Linked DNA regions of Mus musculus: region 1 is linked to region 2. Evidence: chromatin contacts called from public HiChIP or PLAC-seq data. All regions are on one chromosome and are shown on one strand. Each heading gives the region's core, a stretch centred on a gene start, on an enhancer-like site or on the middle of the called end of the contact. The rest is flanking DNA. Distances are from core to core; before and after follow the strand shown.

Region 1 (6,642 bases), core at 3,203-5,702, 190 kb after region 2:
TCTTAGTAGGAGCAGTCTCTGTAGAGGGCAGTCTGCGGGCCACAAACATCAGGGGTAGGGAGAAAGCTTTGGTGGACATTTCCTGCATACATTGTCAATATTCGTGCTCAGATTTGACGAAGGCTTTGCCCATTTCAGCGTTCATTGTTCTGAGGGTTTGGCTCTTGACATGGTCATGCTGTGTCAAAACCACACATTTACTAAGGACTTCTCTGAATCTCTAGTCCTCACCTGACCCTGCCCACTGTCCCTCTGTCCAGCCCTAGGAAATGGCAGCAGCCAGGGCTAGCCTGGGCCGGATCCTCCCAGAGTCCTCCATCCTGTTCCTATGTGACTTACAGGAGAAGTTTCGCCCTAGCATAGCCTACTTCCCACAGATCGTGTCAGTGGCTGCTCGGATGCTTAAGGTATGTAGCACCCTCTTCTTTTCAAGGCCCAGGGGCTCAAGCCCAAGCCCTCTCCCCTCGGACCACAGGAATCCAGTCCCCAGCCCTAATCCCTGAGACCCAGCCCTTTGTCTCTTTTCCCACGTAGGTGGCCCGGCTGCTAGATGTCCCCATTTTGCTGACAGAGCAGTACCCAGAAGGCCTGGGCCCCACAGTTCCTGAGCTGGGCGCTCAGGGCATTCGGCCAGTGAGTAAGACCTGCTTCAGTATGGTGCCCGCCTTACAGAAGGAGCTAGATGGCAGGTCCCAGCTTCAGTCTGTGCTACTCTGTGGCATCGAGACCCAAGCCTGCATCTTGGTGAGACCCTCCCTCCCTGTCCCCTGGATGCCCCATCCTCACCTCCTGGCCCTCCCTCCTGCTCTGGGGCCTTGGCTGAGCCTTCCTCATCCTCATTCCCAGTACCCCGTTCTGACTTGGACTCCCCAATCCCTCACGGGAGCCCTGTTTGTGCTCCCCTTAGAACACAGCTCTGGACCTACTTCACCGGGGACTGCAGGTTCATGTAGTGGTGGATGCCTGTTCTTCTCGAAGGTGAGAGGGTCTCTGTGGGGATGGCACCTGCCATGTGTGTCGTCGGGTGCACCACAGCGTGCACACCCGCCCTCTTTCCCTCTCTCCTGCAGCCAGGTTGACCGGCTGGTGGCACTGGCCCGGATGAGACAGAGTGGAGCTTTCCTCGCCACCAGCGAATCGCTCATTCTGCAGCTCGTGAGGGATGCCTCCCACCCCCAGTTCAAGGAGGTACTGGGCCATTTGGGCTTCTGTGAATAGAAGAAATACCCCTCCTTTTGAAATAGGGTCTCCTGTGTGCCAGGCTAGCCTTGGACACACTGTGTAGTCAAGGGTGAGTTTAAACTTCTGCTCTTCCTGTCTCTGCCTCCGTGGTGATTTCAGGCACTCACCACTACACCCAGCTGGCTTCTTGTTGTTTTGTTGGTTTGGTTTGGTTCTTTTGAGACAGGGTGTCTCTGGATGTCCTGGAACTGGTTCTGTAGATCAAGCTGGTCTCCAGCTCAGATCCACCTTCCCCCTCCACCCCAAACACACCAATACCACCCAGGGTGGTTTCTTAATTTATTTTATTCACACTGTAGCATGTGTGTGCATGCCTGCATGCACGTGTGTCTGCATGTGTGTCTTTGTGTGTGTGTGTGTGTGTGTGTGTGTGTTCATGTGCACGAGCTCCCTTGAGGGAGTCAGTACTCTCCTTCACCCACATGGGTTCCCAGGACAGAACACAGGTCTTCCCTGAAGACAAATGTCCGTGCTTGCTGAGCCATGTTGTTGGCCCTGGCCTTTTCTGATTTTTTTTTCTATTTTGTTTTGTTTTTTTGCTGTTTGTTTGTTTGCTTGTTTTTCTCTCTTTGAGACAGTCTTACTCTGTAGCTCAGGCTGGCCTCAAACTCATGGCAATTCTCCTGCCTCAGCCTTCTGAAAACTGGGATTACAAATATGCACTATTATGCCTTACTGAGGAATAGAACTTCTGTAGGCTTCTGAAAAACATCCAGGGGCCAGGCAGGCTGAAACAGCAGGCGTTACATTAGGTACTACAGAATGGAGCAGTGTGACCAGCCGGAAGGCCCCTTCAGGCATCCTGAAAGCAGTAGTGGGCCTTCACCAGGTATCATGGACCACCCCAGTCGGGTATGGGGGGTCCCTGGAATGAGGGTCCTTGAAGCTAGGTGGGTAAGGATTTGGCGGTGACAAACAGAAACAAACACAGAGGCTGTTTGAATCTGAGTGTATTCTGCAGCTCTCAAGCATGGGATTTTATACATTAAAAAAACCAAACATTACATCTCTTAGAAACTATATCCAGTGAGACAATCACAGATACCAACAAAAATCATTTGGCACAGTAAAGCACAAACATCATCCAAGCATTACAACTCTGAAACTGAACATTACAACTCTGAAACTATGTATTCAGTGAATCACAAACAGAACAGGTAAAATCATTATAAATCATTAAAATATAACAATTCTAAAAGGATGTATTGAGTGGGGGCTGTCGTCCAAGGCTAGTGACATATTTCCAGGAGTAGGTTAATACATCTTTAATGGTCAGTGCTCTTAACCACTGAACTAACTCTCCAGCCCCATGATCAATTATTATTTAACATCTAATGCCTGGTTTTTTATAATCTTCAATGTATAAATTTCAGCTATTTTAATTCTTTCTAATTCAGGCTTTCTTTACCATATACCAAAATCCACCTCCGATGACACACGTGTAGCCATATGTAATTTTATTGTTGGGAAAGTTTTTATCATAATAGTTTTGTAAATGACTTAGAAAGTAAAGCGTTGGTTTCCCTGGGGATAAGGTCATGTTAGTGGCCCCATCTCTAGGGATGGTTTCTTACCCATTATTCTCGCTTAAGATCCTGGCCTAGGCTACCAGGAACATGTAAATAAGAAAAGGAATAAGAGGGGGCTGGAGAGATGGCTGGAGAAATGGCTCAGCAGTTAAGAGCACTGACTGCTCTTCCAGAGGTCCTGAGTTCAACTCCCAGAAACCACATGGTGGCTCACAACCATCTGTAATGGGATCTGATGCCCTCTTCTGGTGTGTCTGAAGACAGCTACAGTGTACTCATATACATAAAATAAATAAATACATCTAAAAAAAGAAAAGGAAAGAAAAGAAAAGGAATAAGAGAAAACAAAACAGCTAGGTTGCCATGAGAACTACGGCTCAATAATTTTTCTCCAGCGAAGAGTTCCACGACCGGTTCTAGGAGGCCTCCCCCTTTTGAGGTCAATCGCCTCAGCCCGTGGAACTTGTCACACAGATCCTACTGGAGGTGGTGTAGCAGCCAGGGTGGAGGCTGTGGGCATACACACTTTGGATTTCTGGAGATGAACCAATGTCGCTAATGTGCTTGATTTCTCCTGTCCAAGAGGGAGTTGTTGTAAATGGGGCAAGAGTTTATGGGCACAGTTTGGCCCTGTGCAGGAGCTGAGGGTCTAATGGAATGATGGGGAAGATAAGATTAATGAAGAAGAGGAAGAGACCCCAAGAGAGATCTGTCTACCACTAATGGTCCAGGGCAACAGAGCAGACCAAGATGGCGGCAATTAGCTCAACCAGGCAGGTACTTCAAGAAGTAGATTAAAACGCCATTTTTCCTTTACTTCCATTTCTGTGGGCCTGTGTGCAGAGTGGGTGTATGTGAACATTTGCATGTATGTGGTGAGATGTGTATGCGTGACGAGGCGTGAGGTTCACGTCTGGAACCTTCCTTGACCGCTCTCCGCCGTATGCGTACAGGTAAGGCCTGACTGTCAACCCTGGAGCCTGAGGATGTGGGTAGCTTCTCAGGAGCCAGCTCGCTCTGGGATTTAGAGGCTGCAATTACAGCAGGCCCTGCCCAGCCAGCGCTTATGTGAGTTCTGGGCATCAGAACTTGACACTGGCACACATGTCTTATACACTGAATCCTATCCTCAGGCCATTCCCAGGGGATCCCCCACTTTTTAGGACAAGGGCTTACTATATAACCATGGCTGGTCTGAAACTCTAATTGTAGATCAGGCTGGCTTCAACATCAGAGCTATTGCTTGCTTCTGCCTCCTAAGCTCTACGTTGAAGGTATGCCCCTCCATGTCTAGCCTCAGAATACACTAAAACTGTTTCTATTTTACTTTATGTATGTGGATGCTTTGCCTGTATATGTGTTTTGCAAATCATGTGTACAGTGCCCAAGGAGTCCAGAACACGGCACTGGATCCTTTGTGACTGGAGTTAGCGTTTCAGGCAGCCATGTGGGAGGTGGGAACTGAACCCAGGTCCTCTGCAAGAACGGAAAATGCTCTGAACGGCTAAGCCGGCTCTCCAGCCTCCAGGAGACCGGTTTAGGAGAGCGATTGGCTTGGGGAGAGAGGCTGCCAGGAGGACGAGAGAGGTGGGGCTTCTCAACTTGTTGACCTCTGTCCACAGATTCAGAAGATCATTAAGGAGCCGGTCCCGGACAGCGGGCTGCTGAGCCTCTTCCAAGGCCAGAGCCCCCTCACCTCTTGCTGAACTCCAGGCCATGACTGAGACAACAGACTTACTCTGTCGTCGGTGGGAGCATCTGCCCTACGGGAGAGGAGGGGTGAACTGCTGGTCCTGGAAATGCAAATGAGACTCCTGAGTGCTAGAAGGGGTGGGGATGGGGGTAGGGAGTGGGGGGGGTGGGGGGGTGGAGGGGGTGGGGGGGTGGAGGGGGGGCGGGGGTTGACTGAAGAGAGGTGGAGAGGGGACTCTGCTTAGGTCTACCTCATAAGCAAAGGGCAAAAAAAGTGTCACAGACTGGGACCCATATTCTGAGTAAACATTGATGTGACTGTGAACTGAAACACTATTGCGTTTGTGGGGTGTCCCAGGGGCTACTGGGGGTGTGCAGGTGAGAGAAGGAGATGGGTCTTTGGAGGTTGAGGAGAGGGGGTGCCTCTTCCCACCTCCAGGCTGGGCCAACAGAGGCCACATCTGCAGGATAGGCAGTGTGTGCGTCTTGAGTTTCTGGCTGTCCCCATGTCTTAGGGTTTCGGCTGCTGAGACAAAGCACGATGATCAAAAAGCAGGTTGGGGAGGAAAGGGTTTTCTTGGCATACACTTAGCAGATCATAGCTGGAACCAGACGGCAGGAGCTGATGTAGAGGCCACAGAAGTGTGCTATTGTAGGCCTTGCTTCCCATGGTTTGCTCAGCCTGCTTTCTTATAGAGTCCAGAACCGCCTGGCAACCCCCACAATGGGCTATGACCCTCCACATTGATCACTAACTGAGAAATGCCTTACAGCTGGATCTCATGGAGGCGGTTCCTCACCTGAGGCTGTTTTCTCTCGGATGAGTCTAGCTTGTGTCCAGTTGACACACAAAACCAGCCATACACCCCATCTCAGATAGTACAACCCCGCTGGCCCCTCTCCACGAGGCAGGCCCTCACATCCACGTTGTGCAGGTTTGCACCGAGGTGCCAGAGAAGGGCCTGGAAAATCAGACAGTGTGGCAGGGACAGGTTTCCCTCATGAAGCCCTTGCACGGGCAGTCCATAAAGCTATGGAGAGGAAGCCTAGGGTGGAGTGGAGTCAGCTGGGTGTCGGAGATGCCATTGAAGAGACAGATGCACTGTTCTTCTCAGGAGAAAGTCTTGCAAGTGAGTTTGCCTTTCTATACCGGTCACCACTCTCATAAGGGTTCCTGGAACACAAGCACTGTGGAACTGGGACAGCCCTTCTGTTAACTGAGATGGTGCCTAAGTGATTACCTGGTGTGTAGCATATACCGTGTGGATACGCTAGACACAGGATTTGTTTTCTTTCCTTTTTTTTTCTTAAGATTTATTTATTATTTATATGAGTACACTGCAGCTATCTTCAGACATACACCAGAAGAGAGCATCAGATCCAATTACAAATGGCTGTGAACCACCATGTGGTTGCTGGGATTTGAACTCAGGACCTTCGGAAGAGCAATCAGTGCTCTTAACCACTGAGCCATCTCTCCAGCCCCCAGGATTTGTTTTCTAACAGCATAATATTTGCCAGTGGATGGCATACTGTTCCATACTGTTCAGAACGGAATGTAAATTAAGACGAATGCTTTATTTCTGGAATTTTCTGTGTGGTATTTGAAGACCAAGACCAATTGTCTGAACTAAAACTAGAGAGACTATGGATTACATATGGAGGGAGAGAGGGAGGGAGGAAAAGAGGGAGGGAGGGAGGAAGTCACTGGATTTCCTGGGACATCTCAGATTCCAAATCCAAATTCTTTGGAGAGAGCGCGAGCTGACTCGGTGGACTGTCCTTCTCTATCCATTGATGTCTTTGTAGGATGATGAGTCAGCTGACTGAAGGATAAGCACTTGATCCTACTCATTATGTCTCCCAGCCCCCGGGAACCTGATACAGGAAACACAGGCCAGCATAGATCTTATCTCAAGCCTCTTAGGACTGGGTCTGCAGGTCAGAAATGCTGGCCTTGAAAACCAAAGACCACCTCAGATTTCATGGATGTGTGACACCCTCAAAGAGGATGTTCTCATTGAGGCAACCCCTCCCCCACCTCCATATCACTGTATTTCAGGGCCCCCAAGGCTCCTCCTGAGCTGGCATTTTCTCATTTGCTTGTTTGTGAAGATCTTCCTCCCCAGGTCTTCCAGGCATAATCTTGCTGGCTGCTACACTCCCAGACTCTACACAT
Region 2 (6,834 bases), core at 3,578-6,077:
TTAAAGGTATGCACCACCATGTCCAGCAGCAAGCTTTCTTCTCAGCATTTCTTTTTCTTTCTTTTTTCTTTTTTTTTTTTTTTTCATTTTTCGAGACAGGTTTCTCTGTGTAGCCCTGGCTGTCCTGGAACTCACTCTGTAGACCAGGCTGGCCTCAAATTCAGAAATCCACTTGCCCCTGCCTCCCGAGTGCTGGGATTAAAGGCTTGTGCCACCACGCCCGGCTCTCAGCATTTCTTTTTAAGGTTTTTTTATTTGTGTGTGTGTGTGTGTGTGTGTGAGAGAGAGAGAGAGAGAGAGAGAGAGAGAGAGAGAGAGAACATGAGTGTCTGTGGAAGCTAAAAGAGGGTGTCAGATCCCCTGAAGCTGGAGTTAGAGGGAGTTATAAGCCTCCTTGTGTAGGTGCTGGAAACTGAACTTGGGTCCCCTGGAAAAGCACTCAGTGTTCTTAACCACTGAGCCATCTCTCCAGCCCCCTGAGCATGTTTGTTTCTTTTTAAGATTTTTTTCCTGTGTATGAGTGTTTTGCCTGCATGTATCTGTGAACTGTGTGCTTGCCTGGTGCCTGCGGGTGCAAGAAAAGGTGTCTGAATGCCCTGCATCCGGAATCGTGGGCAGTTATGAGGACAGCATGTGGATTCTGCGGAGCAAGCCCAGATCCCTGCGAGAGAGAGCAGCAAGGACTGAGAGCACTTAGAGCTGATGAGTAACCATTTCTCCAGACCCAATTTGGTTTTGGGGGGTTTGGGTTTTTTTTTTTTTTTTTGTGGTTTTTGGGTTTTTTTGCTTGATGATCGGTTGGTTTGTCTTTGGTTTTGAGCCAGGGTTTCTCTGTATAGCCCTGGGTATCCTGGAACTCATTCTGTAGACCTGGCTGGTCTTGACCTCAGATTTCCCCTGCCTCTGTCTCCCGAATGCTGGGATTAAAGATACCATGCTGGAAGTTGAACCCAGGGCTTCGTGTATGCTAGGCAAGCTCTCTACCCACTGGGTTAGATCTCCAGAGCCAACGCTCAGCTTTCTGTCATCAGTAGGGAAAGGATAGAGTTCAAATCTCTGCTTCCTCATGCTGGACAAGTAAATCGCTCCCTTTGTGTAGGCCTCAATCCTCCTAATCAAGTAATTATATGTGAACCGAATAATTACATGTGGATAATTACAGTACCAACAATTGTGAAGGTTTAAATTAAATACAAGATCCCAGGTTCCCCTCCAGTACTGCAAACAGATAAGCAACAAAAAACACAGTACAGCCGGGCAGTGGTGGTGCACACCTTTAATCCCAGCACTTGGAAGGCAGGGGCAGGCAGATTTCTGGGTTCGAGGCCAGCCTGGTCTACAAAGTGAGTTCCAGGACAGCCAGGGTTATACAGAGAAACCCTGTCTCAAAAAACAAAACAAACAAAAAAAAAAAAAACCATCACATTACAAACAACTTAGAGTAAGAACTGACCTTGATGTGTCAGTTTTTGTTGTGTGGCTTTTGTTGTGGCCAGAGGGTAGAAGGAACCTAGCTGGTTTCTAACAGAAGCAAGACCTCCCTATTCCAGGACTCACTAACTCACTGATCACAGTGATTATATAAAATTGGACTTCCGAGAGTAATGAGGACCAGCTGTGCTGTGGCTGATATTTTTAATCTGTCCCATAGCCTTTCCCAATAGAATCCTCACATCCCTTACACAGAGGCGATAAGCTGAGGCTCACTGCCAGTGCCATCAGGCACCAGAGCCAAAGGCAGGCTGTCTGACTCCAAGACCAGTCAGAAGGTGCCCTCCCCATCTACCTTCACCCTGCATTCTGTCCATGCCCCTTAGATACCAGGGTCAACCGTTTAAAACATTTGGGAAAGCCCTCAGACTCATCTCTCCCAAGAGCCCTCCTCTAATTCCTTATGTCAGACCAGACCCCCTTCTTACTCTGTCCCAATCCTGAACATTACATCAGCCCATTCCACCTGTATTCCCCACCCGACCCCCGTTTCTCCTTTTATTCTCTTATTCCCTTTGTTATGTTTATTTACGTATTCATGGAGGGGGTGTGCTGGCAAGCGTATTCAAGGCATGCTTGAGGTCAGAGGACAGCTAGCAGGCGGCAATCCTTCCCTTCACCACACCACGTGGGTCCCAGGGATCAGCTCTGGTACAGAGGCTTGGCGGCACATGCCTGGGTTACATGTCATGTCACGGGCCTATTTGAGACAGGTTCTCATATGTCCCAGGCTGGCCTTGACCTCATTATGTAACTGGAGATGAGCATCTGATCTCCTTGCTTCTCCTGCCTCCCTCCCAGGGCTAGGGTTCCAGGACTCAGGTCCACGTCCCGTATCTGCAGTGCTGAGAATTCTGCACAGCTTGCTGCATGTGCTTAGTAGAAAAGCGCTCTACTGCCAACTGAACCACAGCCCCAGCCAGTTTCTCTCTTTCTTTCCTTCTTTCCTTTTTTCGCTCTCTGTCTCTCTGTCTCTGTCTCTGTCTCTCTCTCTTTCTTCCTTTGTTTGTTTTTGTTTGGTGTTTGTTTCAGACAGGGCCTTTGTTTGTAGACCAGGCTGGCCTCCAGCCAACAGAGGTTGCCTGCCATGTCTAACCAAGTTCTAGGATTAAAGGCGTGCACTGCTGCACCAGGCCCTCTTTATAGTTTGTTTGTTTGAGACAGGGTCTCACTGGTAACCTTGGCTGTCCTAGAACTTGCTCTGTAGACCAGGCTGGCCTCAAACTCATAAAGGTCAACCTGCCTCTGCCTCCCGAGTGCTGAGATTGAAGGTGTGCACGAAGAGTTTAGAGAGAGGCTTATTTTAGTTTTGATGTATTTTTGTTTTGTTTTAATGTAGTTTTGTTTGTGGCAGTGTGTCGCATCACCCAGGCTGGCCTCAAAGCTCAATATGTAACCGAAAATGACCTTGAACTTCTGAGCCTCCGGCCTCCACCTCCCGAGTGTGGGGTGTAGGCCTGTGACACCAGTGGTGCTGGGGGTGGGACCCTGGGCTTCCTGGAAGTTAGGCAAGCGCCCCACTGGCTGAGCTACATCTCCAGCCCTATATAGGTGTGGACAGTAAGTATCCAACCCAACTCTCAATCTTTTTTTTTTAAAGATTTATTATATGTATATGAGTACACGGTAGTTATCTTCAGACACTCCAGAAGAGGGCGTTGGGTCCCATTACAGATGGACCATGTGGTTGCTGGGAATTGAACTCAGGACCTCTCTAAAGAGCAGTCTCTTAACCACTGAGCCATCTCTCCAGCCCATCACCTGGACAGTGTTAAGCTCCACCTAAGGAAGGCTCGAAACCTTCCTGACACTGTGGCCCTTTATTCCGTTCCTCATGTTGTGGTGACTCCCGACCATAAAGTTGTTTTGGTTGCTACTTCATAACTGTGATTTCACTACTCTTACGAACCGTGGTGTAAATGTCTGTGTTTTCTGATGGTGTTAGACGACCCCTGTGTGAGGGTCATTTAACCTGTCAAAGGGGCCATGACCCACAGCTTGAGAACCACTGCCGTAAGGAAAGAGACAACGATGTAGCTCACTTGGTAGATTGCTTGTCCAGGACACATGAAGCCTCTGGTTCCATCCCCCAAACTACATGAACTGGGCCTGGTGGTGCATGTCTATAACACCACCACCCCCACCCCCACCCCCGCCAAGAGCTGCCACGCCAGGTTGAGAATCACTGACCTGAGGCTCTTGATGATGTCTTGCACAGGGGGCACTGCCCTTCGATGACGACAACCTGCGCCAGCTACTGGAGAAGGTGAAACGTGGGGTCTTCCACATGCCTCACTTCATCCCTCCAGACTGCCAGAGCCTCCTGAGAGGGATGATTGAAGTGGAGCCCGAGAAAAGGCTCAGTGTAAGCAGCGAGGGGCTGGCAGAGGTGAAGTGGTTCCAGAGAGTTCCTGGAGGGCTGCCTGTAAAGCCTGCCATTGGATGAGTTTGCTGGTTAAGCCACAAGCCCAAGGTCCAGCAAAACCTAAAACTTAGAATCATTCCCAAGTTGGACCAAGGACCCTTGAGGGCGGCGCATTGAGGGATTGGCGGGGGTTGAAAGGCTGGCACTTGGCGTGCAGTAAACTGCTACCTGGGTTTAAAAATGGTCAATCTGCAGGTGCTTGACCGCCACCAGGGGAAGACATGATGTCACCCTGCTTCGGGATGGGTCAGTGACCTCCCGGAGCCAATGCTAATCAATTTTATGTTACTGCTTGCTAGCTATTGTATGTGACCTAATTTCTGCTTCTCTGTGACCCACCCCTTCACAGCTGGAGCAAATTCAGAAACATCCTTGGTATCTGTGAGTAGGAGGGAATTGAACAGTTGGGTACCTGCGGGAGGAGGTAGGGCACCCGGGTCAGAATAGAAAGGTGGAGGGTGGGGTGCCATATTCCTGATGGGTGGGATGGGATGGAGGGACCTACCGTCTCAAACTTCAGAGTATGGGCAGAGGAGGACAAAGCTAAAGAAAGGGAGGGTGTGGAGTCTAGAGGGAGGAGGGCTCCGGACTCTTTGAGTCAGAGTTTGAAGAACTAGGGTCTGGACACCCTCAGTCTGAGGAAGATGGGGACCCAGACTCTCCAGATCCTGGGATGAGGAGTCTGGGCATAGGACGTAACACTAGGAAGATAAGCGTTTCTCTACTATTCCAGGGGCGGGAAACACGAACCAGACCCTTGCCTGGAGCCAGCCCCAGGCCGCAGAGTAGCCATGCGTAGCCTGCCTTCCAATGGCGAGCTGGACCCTGACGTTCTGGAAAGCATGGCGTCTCTGGGCTGCTTCAGAGACCGCGAGCGGCTGCACAGAGAACTGCGAAGCGAGGAGTAAGAGCTCCCAAAATCCTTTTCACCGGCGCCCCACTTCATTGAATGGGTTGTGGCAGTTCCCTAGAAAGCCTGAAGGGGGCGTGCCGCATCCAGTTTTATGGATCTGACAAACTTTAGTGCTGGTGCACGGGAATAATCTGGAAATGCTCAGAGAAAGAAAGCATTAAAGCTGAGATGGGCGTGAATGGTGTCTTCATTACGTAGAACTTAATAAGTGCTTAAGTTGTGACGAACACTGAACATAGGAAGCCAACTATGTTGGCTTGTGGGAAAAAATGGCATTTTGGGTCCAAAAAAGAGAAATAAGACCTGAACACCTGTGTCTGAGGGAGGAAGGCTAGGGGCTTTCACTTGGGGGACTGTGGTGGGAGGGGTGAGGTCTGAACTCGAAAGTTTAAAGGAGAAGGGCTGGGGTCTGGATTCCTTGGTCCAAGGAAGAAGGTCTGGACTTGTACCGTTGGATATGGGGGCAGATCTGTTAGGTGGCCTGAGCTCAAAGATCCACAGCAGCGAAGGGAGGGAGGGAGGTCTCATTGAGACACAAACTTCCTTACCTTACATGGGTTTTTGTTTGTTTTTCATTATGTATGAGAGGAGGGTGTATAGACCAGAGGATAACTTGGCAGGAGATTGGTCCTCTCTTTCCACCATGTGGGTCCCAGGGGTACAACTCAGGTTATCAACCTTGAGTAGCAAGCACCTTTATCCATCTCTCCAGCCCTGGGCACTGATCGCTGACCTCAATCCTCCCTTAACCACCTCCTTCTTCCCGTCTCAGGGAAAACCAAGAAAAGATGATCTATTATTTGCTTTTGGATCGGAAAGAGCGGTATCCTAGCTGTGAAGACCAGGACCTGCCTCCTCGGAATGATGTTGGTAAGAAGGCAGATTGGGCGGTTTAGATCCCAGGATTCCTGAGGGAGGAGGATGCTGTCGGCCCTGGGAGTCTGTGTGTGGACAGCTGGGCATTTATGAGAGCCTCGCTCTGCTATGCTCCTTGGTTTCCCCATCCGTTTACAAGGCAGTCACGTATATGCTGTGTATACCTGGGCAAACTAATCTACTGGGTGGGTCAATAACTCTCTCCCTTCAGACCCACCTCGTAAGCGTGTGGATTCCCCCATGCTGAGCAGACACGGGAAACGGAGGCCAGAGCGGAAGTCCATGGAAGTCCTCAGTATCACAGATGCTGGGAGTGGTGGCTCCCCAGTGCCTACCAGACGGGCCTTGGAGATGGCCCAGCACAGTCAGAGGTGAGGGAGAGGCTGTACCCTCTGGGAGAATCTTCAGTCCCAGAGCGTAGAGGGAGCAGATCGTTCTAGACCCTGCTCAACCTCCCGTGCCTGGGAGGACATGGAAATGGAGAAACACCTGAACCTTCTGAAACTCTCTCAGATCATTTTTTTAACCCTGTAAACAGATCCCGCAGCGTCAGTGGAGCCTCCACTGGTCTGTCCTCCAGCCCTCTGAGCAGCCCAAGGGTAAGAGTAGACCCTCAAAGAATTAAGAGAAATCAACAGAAAATACAATTTCATGAGGCATTCTTGCCTGAGAAGTGTCAAAGACATCCATTTTTGTCTACTCAAGATTGGGTTTGTAGTATGTTTTGGGGGTTTTAATTATTTATCAGAAGTTCTTTGAGTACTTTCAGCGTGCCAATTTCTGCTTAGGCTAGGGTTGCAGCCTTAGTGTGTAAATTGGAGACAGTACTTGTGCCTAAATCCAGAGTGGTGGGTGGGGCTGATTGAACTACAATTCCCAGCATGTCTTGCAGTCCTCCCTAGCGATTCTGAGCAAGTAACAATTAATCCCAAATAACAATTCCCTCCGGGAAGTTGTAGTCCAAATTGTCACTAGGCCCTGCTTTTCTACAGAGTCCGGTCTTTTCCTTCTCACCGGAGCCAGGCGCTGGAGATGAGGCTAGAGGCGGAGGCTCCCCAACTTCCAAAACACAGACGCTGCCTTCTCGGGGCCCCAGAGGTGGGGGCGCTGGAGAGCAGCCACCACCCCC

What was found. HiChIP or PLAC-seq counts read pairs in DNA pulled down with a chosen protein or histone mark.
Region 1: a contact with region 2 is called in an H3K27ac HiChIP or PLAC-seq map of embryonic stem cells, with 10 read pairs. The contact joins two enhancer-like sites. A contact is called at or near these places in 4 of 39 promoter capture datasets (the C10 cell line, cranial neural crest, embryonic stem cells and 1 more), 8 of 484 Hi-C or Micro-C datasets (Th1 cells, bone marrow-derived macrophages, embryonic stem cells and 2 more), 7 of 115 datasets of contacts at active chromatin or transcription factors (embryonic hindbrain and embryonic stem cells) and 3 of 9 other capture datasets (adipose tissue, liver and pancreatic islet).

Annotation. Positions count from the first base shown.
Region 1 is chr7:4,890,924-4,897,565 of GRCm38.p6, forward strand. It overlaps Isoc2a (isochorismatase domain containing 2a), which reads left to right. Exons shown (of 6, transcript NM_001101598.1): 2 at 261-407; 3 at 535-744; 4 at 908-978; 5 at 1,071-1,188; 6 at 4,394-4,794. The coding sequence starts at 270. The coding sequence ends at 4,477. Gm36210 (predicted gene, 36210) reads right to left here. Exons shown (of 2, transcript NM_001370858.1): 2 at 6,023-6,642. Among named protein-coding and RNA genes, the nearest start is that of Gm36210, 13 kb to the right of the region's middle. Within about 2 kb of position 4,453, at least 5 of the 459 cell types and tissues checked have an H3K27ac peak or open chromatin away from gene starts, as enhancers often do. A contact at or near this core is called in embryonic stem cells, where this site is marked.
Region 2 is chr7:4,700,419-4,707,252 of GRCm38.p6, forward strand. It overlaps Brsk1 (BR serine/threonine kinase 1), which reads left to right. Exons shown (of 19, transcript NM_001003920.3): 8 at 3,710-3,856; 9 at 4,266-4,297; 10 at 4,650-4,820; 11 at 5,602-5,699; 12 at 5,917-6,076; 13 at 6,244-6,304; 14 at 6,698-6,834. It also overlaps a transcript of Tmem150b not described here. Among named protein-coding and RNA genes, the nearest start is that of Brsk1, 13 kb to the left of the region's middle. Within about 2 kb of position 4,828, at least 10 of the 459 cell types and tissues checked have an H3K27ac peak or open chromatin away from gene starts, as enhancers often do. A contact at or near this core is called in embryonic stem cells, where this site is marked.